Regions from separate parts of the Hordeum vulgare genome. Here region 1 is linked to region 2. The links are chromatin contacts, called in public Hi-C maps. All regions are on one chromosome and are shown on one strand. The core of a region is the stretch at or near the end of the contact, and the rest is flanking DNA. Distances in the headings are between cores, read along the strand shown.

The links. Hi-C and Micro-C count contacts between places; a contact is called where the count stands out from the background.
Region 1: a contact with region 2 is called in a Hi-C map of seedling, with 2.4 times the contacts expected there. The contact joins the promoter of LOC123411386 here to the enhancer-like site in region 2. A contact is called at or near these places in 2 of 6 Hi-C or Micro-C datasets (leaf and seedling).

What each region holds. Positions count from the first base shown.
Region 1 is chr7H:45,734,440-45,740,022 of MorexV3_pseudomolecules_assembly, forward strand. It overlaps LOC123411386 (probable inactive nicotinamidase At3g16190), which reads left to right and starts at 3,970. Exons shown (of 5, transcript XM_045104323.1): 1 at 3,970-4,295; 2 at 4,464-4,583. The coding sequence starts at 4,086.
Region 2 is chr7H:45,698,899-45,704,423 of MorexV3_pseudomolecules_assembly, forward strand. No RefSeq gene overlaps it. Among protein-coding and RNA genes, the nearest start is that of LOC123411386, 37 kb to the right of the region's middle. Within about 2 kb of position 3,928, at least 3 of the 3 cell types and tissues checked have open chromatin away from gene starts, as enhancers often do. A contact at or near this core is called in leaf and seedling, where this site is marked.

The DNA of each region.
Region 1 (5,583 bases), core at 2,720-5,219, 36 kb after region 2:
GAAAATATTTAGTTGTCGGGCCCTAGGTGATGTCTACTATGCAACTTTATTCTTGTAGAAGTTGTTGGACCTTCAAGTGCAGAGTTTTGTAGGACAACATCAAACTTTCCTCAAGTGGATGATCTAAGGTTTATCAATCCGTGGAAGGTGTAGGATAAAGATGGTCTCTCTCAAGCAACCCTGCATAAAAAAAAGAATTTTTTTGTGTCCCCAACACACCTATTATAATATAAAATTTTATAGATGCACTAGTTTGGTGAAGAGATGGTAATAAAAATGTATTATGGGTAGTAGATCTAAATTTTTATAACCTGAATAAATAAAAACAGCAAGGTAGCAAGTGGCAAACGACAAGCAAAACGATGTATAAATGCTTGGAAATAAGGCCTAGGGTTCATATATACTTTTACTAGTGCAATCTTTCAACAATGCTAACATAGAAGCATCATATGATCATCCCTCAACGTGCGATAAAGAATCACTCCAAACTTCTTATTAGCGGAGAACCTAAGAAGAAATTGTTGTAGGCAGCGAACCACCTCAAAGTTATTTTTTTCGATCAATCCACTAAGCTATTCCTATAAGTGTCACAAACTGCCCAAGAGTTCGTACTAGAATAACACATGATACACATCAATTAACCGTAATGTCACCTAGATACTCCAATGTCACCTCAAGTATCCGTGGGTTAAACATTCGACATGCATAAACAGATTCATCATATTCAATTCAACACAAAGAACTTCAAAGAGTATCCCAAGATTTCTATTGAAGAAAGTAGGACAGGAACGTGTATCAACCCCTATGCATAGATTACCCCAATGTCACCTTGGGAATCTACGAGTTGAGTACCAATATATATATCAAGTAAATCAATAGAACAACCCATTGTCACCACGGGTATCCACATGCAAGACATACATCAAGTGATCTCAAATCCAATATTCAATCCGACATAACAAAATCTCAAAGGGGAAGAATCATTTCATCACATCCAGATAGCAAGGGACGAACACCACATGATCCAACTATATTAACAAAGCCCATGATACATCAAGATCGTGATATTTCAAGAACACGAGAGAGAGAGAGAGAGAGAGATGGAGAGAGGGAGAGAGAGATCAAACATATAGCTATTGGTGCATACCCTCAGCCCAGAGGGCGAACTACTCCCTCCTCTTCACGGTGGCCGCCGGGATGATGAAGATGGCCTCCGTTGATGATTGCTCCATCCGACAGGGTACCATAAAGGGCTTTGGATGAGATTTCTTCTTCCCAGAGAGTTGCGGCGGCGGAGTGGAAGTTATAGGTTAACTTTCGGGTGTTTCTCGATTTATAGGAACTTTCAATGTTGGAATCACGTCAATTGGAGCCACATGGGCCCCACAAGCTAACAGGGCGCGCCCTCTTGGCTTGTGGCCCACAGGTGCCCCACGTGCGGTGGTCCTTCGCTCCGGTATTTCTCATATTGTCCAGAAAGAATTGTCAAAAAGTTTTGTGCGGTCCCGAGAACTTCTATTTTTTACATAAAAATACCAAGATAATTATGCTGAAAACAGTGTCAGTCTGGGTTAGTTCTAATTAAATCATATAAAATGCATCAAAACCATATAAAAGTATTTTAAACATAGGTGAATATGACATGAATACTTCATAAATTATCGATATGTTGGAGACGTATCAGCATCCCCAAGCTTAATTCCTATTCGTCCTCGAGTAAGTAAATGATAAAAGTAGTAATTTATGAAGTGCGAATGCTAGCATAGTATATAATTTTGATCAATAATAGTTTCAGTCACTTTTCTAGCATCCTAACCAGCAACTTTTCTCATTAAACTTCTCATGATAGAGTAGCAATCAATACACACGTCATGGTTCAAACAATGCATTCCCTTAAAACTTAACAATTTATATTCTCAGTCGTCAAACAATTTCAACGCAAAGACTAAGTAAGAGCTCCACATACTCATGGTGGACGACAAAGGTCTTTGCCGTCCGTGGAGTGGACCTTTGTCGTCCGCTATGGCAGACGCCAAAGAAGTAGATTTCTGTAGTGAGTATTTGTAGTCGTCGCAAGGTGGTCCACAAACATGATTGTAATTTCCGTTACTTTTGATGTTCTATGAGGCCTGCTATGCGTCCGTCGGTGGATCTTTTTAAAGATCTGCCACCTCATATATGCCGTCCGATTGAGTTGTCCGTTACTCTTTTCTATTTTTCTGCCACAAGCGCCTTGTTGCAAAGCTCATTCCTACAAGAAGATCTCAGTTGCAAAATTTGTTCTCATTTTTTCTGCAACAAAACTCTTGTTGCAAACATAATTCCTGCAACAAGATCTCGTTCGTTCCTCTTTTCTATTTTTCTACCACAAGCGCCTTGTTGCAAAGCTCGTTCCTGCAACAAGATCCCAGTTGGAAAACTTATTCTCTTTTTTTTGTGCAACAAGACTCTTGTTGCAAACATAATCCCTGCAACAAGATCTCAGTTGCAAAATTTGCAATATGTCCAACCTCTTCGTTGTATTCTTGCAAAAAGAACATTGTTGCAAAATTGACAACAACATCTCTGACCTCTTCTTCGTATTCATGCAACAAACCCCTTGTTGCAATTTTATTCAACAAAGCACATAACTTCACCGCGTCCCAGGTGCCATTGCAACAACGTCGTTGTTGCAGGAACTGTTGTTTTGCGCGGTACCAGCTTTTGCAGCTGACCTTGAGAAAGCGACAACCATGCCTGTCCACACCGGTGCTCCTCCAGGACGGTGACGACGGTGCTCCGACAGCGACATGCTTCGCAGAGGAAAGTGAGAAAGGAGAAGGGAGGAGAAGAGGAGGGGTGAGTGACGTAGCAACGACATATGGTTTAATGCACTGGAGGAGGTAGGAGAACAAGTTGGGGAAGAAGATGTAGATGTGGTATGTTCATTGGAGATAAGAAAAAAATGAAAGCAGTGGTGCACGCTCACGTGGGCACGTGACGTACAAAAAAAGACGGTGGACATTTAGCGCAGGATTTGTTAGTTGATCAGAAATTTTTTCCCATCTTCTATGTACTAAAACGTTTTAAATTTACCGGATGATAACGAAGAATCATAAGCCGCTCGCGCTGCTTGACACGTGCCCTCTGGGACCATCCACCACTTCCCCAAGATGACCTTATCTCTTCGCCCATTTTCTCCTCCACACGCTAATCCCTCCTTCCCATCTTTTCCTTCGTCCCCATTCTCCGCTGTCTGCTATGAGCCTGCGACCACCGCACCACCGCGCACCGCTGCTGCGATTTCTGGAGAAAAACAGCGACCACGGCCTCCTGCACATGTCGCAACAGCTGCTATTTTCTTTTGCGGCCGCACTGGAGCTCGGCCGGGGCTGCAATGGAGCTCGGCTGGAGTTGCCATGGAGCTTCGTCGGAGCCGTCGACACTGCATTGAAGCTCGGTCGGGGATGCAATGGAGCTCGGCCGGAGTTGTCATGGAGCTTCGTCGGAGCCGTCGACGTTGCGTTGGAGCTCCGTCAGGGCTTCAATGAAACTCGACCGGAGTTGCGATGGAGCTTCATCGAACCCGTCAGCGCTGCGTTGGAGCTTCGCCGAGGCTGCAATGAAGCTTGGCCAGAGCGTCGGTGTTGCGTTGAAGCTCCACCGGCGCTGCAAGGGAGCGTCGCCGGTGCCACGAAGCTGCAACCATGGGGAGCGTCTCATCGTGCGGCTGGTAGCATCTTATTGTACGGCTACCAAGGAAAATCAATCGGTTGATCCGTAGCACGCGCCATGAATAAATTGAAAAATTCTCTCTCTAAAAAAGGGAATGGCCAAAGCCAATATTCCTTGCCAAGCAAAGCATCTCCCACAATCCAAACAGATGCGTCTGGTGGTACTGTCAGCGTCCAACTCCAACCTCCGTTCAACCTCCCCCGGTGCGCCCACACCCACTCTCCGACCAAACCCTCTCCCTCTCTCCCATCCCACGCGTCGTCCGAATTCCTCTCCACAAAAATCATTCAAACAGTGCTTCCCCATGGATTAATAAAAAAGAAGGAAGAAGATTCTTACCGCGGTTTTTTCTTCTTTCGCGGGCGCGATTTATGCCCTCGCATCTGGCGTTGCTGTCGTGCCTGCTGGTGCTGGTCCTCTCCCTCGACAAGTTCCTCCTCCACTACCTCAAGAGGCGCTGGCTCTCCGGCGGCGGCGGCAGCATAATCCCCCGGATCCCGACCAGCCCCTTCAGGCCGCACCGACCCATGGCGGCCGCCGGCAAGTGGAGCGAGACGGCCATGCTCGTCATCGACATGCAGGTGCGTGCGGGCCCTCCGTTCCTCTCTCGATCCGGGCCGTTCCCCTTCCCCCCCCCCCCCCCCCCCCCCTTCATTTCATTTCCTTTGTTGTGAGGAAAGAATCCAGCTTTTGTTCGGGATTCCTTGTTCGGTGGGTCGCCTGACCTGCCTGCTTGTGGGTTGTCGCAGAAGGATTTCGTGGACCCGGCGATGGGCAGCCCGGTGCTGGTCGCCGGCGGCGAGGCCGTCGTCCCCGCCGTCGCTGAGGCCGTCGCCGTGGCGCGGGAGCGCGGCATCTTCGTCGTCTGGGTAATTACCGCTCCTCTTTTCTAGTGCCGCTTTGCCTATTCTCTGATTTCTTTCTATGCAATACGGGCCTCTAATTTCTTGGGAGCGATCCATTCTAATACGTGTTCTGTGTAATCTCTTACCGGCGTGGCGCTACGGTTCCTGTTTTGCTGGTTAAGTTCGATTAGCCTTGCAATCCCCCTTGTGTTCTAATAATGTAGAAGTCCTACTATTTTCCTTGTCAAGTTCAACAACTGTCTGCTGCAGGATGAGACCTTCGCTCTTCCCAGAATCCACTCACTTGTTTTTTTATTTTTGATGAATGTCCTGCTTTGCACAAGTTACTAGCCGTATTTCTTCTTCAACGTTTTTTAATCATAAAAGTGATTGTTCTTGTTTAATCATTAAATTGCTGACAGATGGTGAGGTATTTGGCTTTGGCCTCTACCCTGATTCGGTTACAAGTTCGAACAATTCCCTTTCTGTTTTACTGTTTCATGTAGGGCACCAAATGACATGATAACATTCCACATTTCGCCATGTATCACGAACGTGACACAATAGTCGTATTATTCTCTCTAATCAAAGTTTCCAATCAGGGCATTTGAGGGTCGCTGAATTAAGTGGTTTGTTGACTTGTTGGTATGCCTTATTTGTTTCTTTCTAGATAAAGTAGAAAGTTGAGTGTTGTCAGATGTTTGTAATGGTTTGGTGTTATTTTAAAATCTGATGCAAAATGAATACTCCAGCTAGCATGGTCTCAATTCTGGTATTATGCAGCGCACACATTGTCAATTTTGGAATAACCTCTTTTGCTTCATTGTGGTGTGTGTGCAAGGTATTCATCAGTTTCCTATTGGTTGTACTGAAGCACATTCCGTTCTAAATTCTGCTAAACATGCTTTGTGATACTAATTTGATCATGAATATTGCAATCTGCAAGCTTAGCCTCTGTTTGTGTAATCACACTTTCCCCTATTTTCTTCACCAACTAGCGTGGTTTCTAGTAATTTGGATGTCT
Region 2 (5,525 bases), core at 2,678-5,177:
GATGATCGGTGGTACTCGGAAGTGGGGGTTGAGTGGTGTGGGTTCGCGACCCTTAAGACTCGACTGGGACAGCGGAGGCTCAACGCGGTAATAGCGGCGAGGCGTGCGGTACGCACGGGGCATGGAGACGGGCCAGGGCTATGGTGGTCATACATGTCGTGAGACAACTGCGAATTTGACTCGGGATGACTACAAGCAATGGTGAAATTCCTTCAAGTTTCAGACGGGCGGTCAAGGAAGAGCGGTGATGTTGAGTTCAGATAACTCTTATGTGTGACATCCGATATGTGAGTTATTGACTTTCACACAGGTCAGTGATCGGTGTGTGATGGTGTTGAATACTCTAGAAGTTGGGAGCGCAAACTAGAGTAATGTGGTACTTAATTTCGCTCGAGTGTTGACCACGGTCAAGAAAAAGAAGGGACTACAAGTTGCAGGTGGAGTTACATGGAGTCTTTGGAGTAGCAGCGGTACTCATGGGATAAGCTCAAGTCCAATGCACATGAAAGTTTGACGCATGGACGAATTCAAGGTGGTGGAGAATATTCGCCAAGGTGGAGTTTGTTAGAGTTGTGTCGAATAATATTGTGTACAAGGTAGGTTACAGTTGGACTTGTAGTTGTGTGTGTTTAGATAGGATATGGAGTCGTGTCCAAGGAGGACACTTGTATCCTAGGCCTCTCATATATAGCGGGGGTAGACACACGATGTAACCTATGCCAACATAATAACACAGGCACGCGGGGGAACCGGCGGCGTGTGCCGACGTCCGGGGGGCTGGGGTGCGGTATTGTGACGGTGTCACGGGGAAGAGCGTCCGTAGTCAGGCCCCGGGGATGTAGCCATATCGACGAACCTCGTTAACAAATCTTGGTGTCGTGCTCGTGTGATTGTTTGGTCCTCGGTAGATCGACGGATTGCCTCGGATTATTTTAACAGTAAAAGATGTACCTACTTTCAAAATATGTTCGCACATTCAAAAAATGTTCATGCTTTTGAAATTTGTTTTCCAAATAACAAAATGTTCCAGGGATCTCAACAAATATTTGCCTTTGAATTGTTGTTCACAAATTTAAAAATGTTGTGCAATTTCACTTTCCAAATATGTTCACGAATCAATAAAGCCATGCTTTCAAAATATTTTCACAAATTCAAAATAAATTTAGGAATTTTCAAAAAAATGTTCACATTTTGAGAAATTTGTTCGTGATTACAAAAAAATATGGATTATTAATATTTGTCCTTGTTTTCTCAAAAATGTTTGCATTTTCCATTTTTATGTATAATTTAATAAATGGTCTTCCTCTGAAATTTGTTCATTTTTGAAAAAATGTTTGTGTTTCACAAAATGTTCTACTTTTTATAAATTTATTCAGAAATTAGAAAATATATGTGCAGGGAGGTCCTATATGTACATATGTGGGGACGCATCCTGCGCCGGCCCATATACGTGCAGGGAGCTTCTATGTAAGTCGTGGGTTTGACCGGAAGAGCTGCATCGCACAGGGACTCGTCCCAGCTGGCCTGGGCCAACTTTTATGTTTTGTTTCAAAAGAAATATTTTTTTGTTTCTTTTTTGGTTCGTTTGTCTCTCTTTCTTCCTTTTCTTTTCGTATTTGAAGAAAAAACATTTTTTGAATTTGAAGACCTTTTTTCTAATTTAAAAAAAAAAGAAATGAACAGAAAAGGAAAAAAATGTTCCCTTATTATTATTTTTTTCTTTTTCTGTTTGTTTCCTCTTTTTCGTTTGTTTTTTCTTTCCTTTTTCTTTTCTTTCTGTATAAGATGCAAAACCATTTTTCGAATTTGAACAAAACTTTTTCAAAGCACGTATGTTTTTTGAATCTTGTGACCAAATTTGAAAATCAGAACAATTTTGAAAAAACCCGAACAAATTTTAAGCATGAACAAATGTTAAATCACAAACGTTTTTTGAATTTTGAAAACAATTTTTGAAAAGTATGAGCATTTTTTTATTCTGAAGAACAAAATTTTGAAAAATAGAACGATTGTGAAAAAACCTGAACAAATTGGAAAGCGCGAACAAATTCTTAAATCACTGACCTTTTTTGAATTTTGAGAAGAAATTTTAAAGCCAAGAATAATTTTGAAAAATCCCAAACAAATTTGGAAGCACAAACAATTTTGAACAATTTTTTTAAGACAGAGAACAAATTTAAAAGCGTGAACAAATTTTTAAAGCATGAACTCTTTTGAATCTTGAAAACCAATTTTCAAAACGAGAACAATTTTAAAAAATTATAAACAAATTTGTAAGCCCAAACAATTTTGTAAACATATTTAAATCAAGAAAAAAATTCTAAATCGAGAACAATTTAAAAAAAAAATCGAATTTGAAGAACAGTTTGCGAAAATCCAGAACATTTTTTGAAAACTTCAAACATTTTTCGAAAATCTAGAACTTCTTTAGAAAAATCCAGATCATTTATCTAAGAAAAGCAAAAAAATCAAGTTTGAAGAACAATTTTGAAAATCCGGAACATTTGTTGGATTTACGAATGAAGTTTGAAAAGCAGTAAATTTTGAAATTTCAAACATTTTCTAAAAGCAAGAACTTTTTTTGAAATTTAGGAACATGTTTCGTATTTGAAGAACATTTTTTTGAAAATTCAGATCATGTTTTGAAACAGAAACAGAAAGTAAAAAAGAAAAAAAAAACGTTCGAGGAACCTTCTAGTATTCCAAAACCGAAAAAATACCGACTGAAAACCTTTAAAAGGTTTCCAAAATCGGGATCACTGAAACGCCAAATGGGCCAGCCCAATAGAATCATTCGCCTCCCAATCCTGTGCATTTGCCCGACTATTCGCCGCAAAGAGTAGCAAATAGGGGATTCCGGTTTGATCTTCTGCACATATGTGGGCACACATCGCCATTAGGCTGAAAGGGCTTTCGTGAATCATTTGTATTTAAACAGCCATGTATAATTTTTCGATGTTAATTTATTTTTTAATCCGTCCAAAAATCCTGATTTTTTATCACTTCTGCATATGGTAGTTTTAGTATTTATGTGATGGCGTTTTTATTTTTAAAAGGATAGCAAATTTTGTTTATTCAGAGGATGCTATTGTTGTTATTGAGAGGATGACATTTGTATTATTAAGGCCATGGTTGTTTTATTAAAAAGCGCATGAATTTTGTATTAACAATAGAATGTCATTTTTATTAATAACTAGAAGATGCCCCATGTGTTGCCGAGAAAACCATGTTAAAACAAATGGTTCAATAAGTGGTCAAAATAAACAAAATTAATGAAAGATAATAAAACATACAAAATATGTGACAAAATAATGCAGACAAAGAGAAACATTTTAGACTCAGCATAATGTGACACCATCTTTTAACAAATATCTGAAGCATAACTATATATTCTTGCTTCCAGGGCCGAGCCGGTAAAATCCGGGGCCCTGTGCGGAACAAAAAAATGTGGCCTTATCACACAAAAACATGAACTAACGAGCAATTATAATGTATATATGTCTCACAAAAAAATTATAATGTATTTAATATAATATAGATGGGGATCGATCCGACGAGAAGACGAGTCTCGACGGTGGTCTGAATCCGATCGCGGGATCGATGATGAACAGATGAAGTGATCAGTTATGATGCGAACAACGAAGGTGACGAGCCGATGAGATATTATTTTCTTACCGATATAGATGGGGAGCGCTACTCGTACATGCGCACACGAGCACCAGATCGATCCCGTTTCAGTGAGCACCAGATCAAAGACGTTTCTATGAGCACGCGAGCACCAGATCGAAGACGTTTCGGTGAGGCCGCGAGCCACGAGCACAGCCTACCGCGATCCTGGTTTCCTACAGGCCACAGGCCCAGGTCGCTCAAGGGCTCGAGGCAACTGCCAACTAGCCTAGAGGCCCACTGGCCCAGACGCCCAGCCAGGCTCGTGGTGACCACGCGGTGGCCAGATCGATCGAGCACGACGAGGCACGACGCCCAGTCGCCCACGAGTCCACGACGTCCACTCGTCCAGTCGGTTTTTTTCTAATACAACTATATACCTATATTATATATATATTTTGGGGCCTCTCAAAATCGTGGACCCTGTGCGGGCTACACATGTGGCACCACTGTGGGCCCGGGCCTGCTTGCTTCAAGGGTCCAACATATATAATCTTTACCTAATAATAAAGAGGCTATCGCTTCCGTCGGAAAACCCACCGAGGTGATTTTACAAAAAAGCCCTTACTGTTTATGACATTAAACTCGTAGTATATATTAAATATTTTTTTAAATACTTATATCTTTTAAACCGTAACTCCAAATTTAACATATTATACATGGAATTTGATTAGAAAAATATGTAGAATTTAAATATGATATTATTTTATCTGTTAAACGTTTAATAAAAATACTATCTAGGGTACAATCTTAATAAATAAGTCATTATTCGTCTTATTTTCATACCGGTACTCATCCGGGTTGGGAATGAACACGTCAACAAAATCAGGATTAGAGATGAAACTAAAGGTCACTTGATTGATTCTTTGTACGTATTAAATCTACATGCAAGCCGTGTTAAAATACAAGACCTGTGAAATTTTAAACTGCATTTTTGTAGGATAAGACCATCTTTATTTGTATCGTAACTATAAATTCTCAAATTATAGACATTTTTTATAAATTAAGAGTGTGTGTCGTGTGGTATTTCTTTCTCCCGTTGCAACGCATGGGCCCTTTTGCTATAATAATAAAACGGCTATTGCTTCTGTCGGAAAACCTACCACGGCATTTACAAAAAAGCCCCCGACGTTTCCTAAAATCAACCCGCAGTCCGGATTTAAGTCAAAGAACGAATCGTTTTTTACATTTTACACAAACCACCCTATATTTAATCCAAACTAACCTGCAGTCCAGGGGCCTCTTTCTTCAATCTCCACCAACTCCCCTTGCCGAACCCCAGCTCGCCAAGCCAACCAGCAGCCATGCAGGCGGCGGTCACCTGCTCCGTCAAGTGCCGCCCCCACCACCGCCTCTCGACGCCGCAGCTCCTCGCCGCGCTCGAGCTCCTTCCCCGCGGCGCCCCGGCCTTCGCCGACGAGCTGCAGGCGACCCGGTGCCGGACCCCGCCCTCCCTCTCCTTCGCGCGCGCCTCCGACCAAGGGGGAGCCCTCCCGTGCCCCTGCCGAAGGCCGCCGTCCGCGAGACGGGCCCGCGCCGCCGTGGCGGGGCGCGAGGAAGCCGGCCCCGCCGCTCCCATGGCCGGGGCCGTCGTGCTCGCCGGCGCGCAGTCGCGACACGCCATCTTCCGCGAGGAGCTCGTGAGGAGAGCCTACTACACGGCCGATGAGGCCCACCGCGGGCACTCGAGCCAGCCCGCGGCTACAGGTTCTGGTCTCCTCTGAAGTTCAGCTAGCACTGAATTGGAGAACAACACACAACTACTTGAGGATGTCGATAAGAGTGGCTACTGAAGCAGCCCCCGCCGGCGCCACTAGGCTGCTTGCTGCTCGCGCCGTCTCTCCGCGCGCCATAGCTGC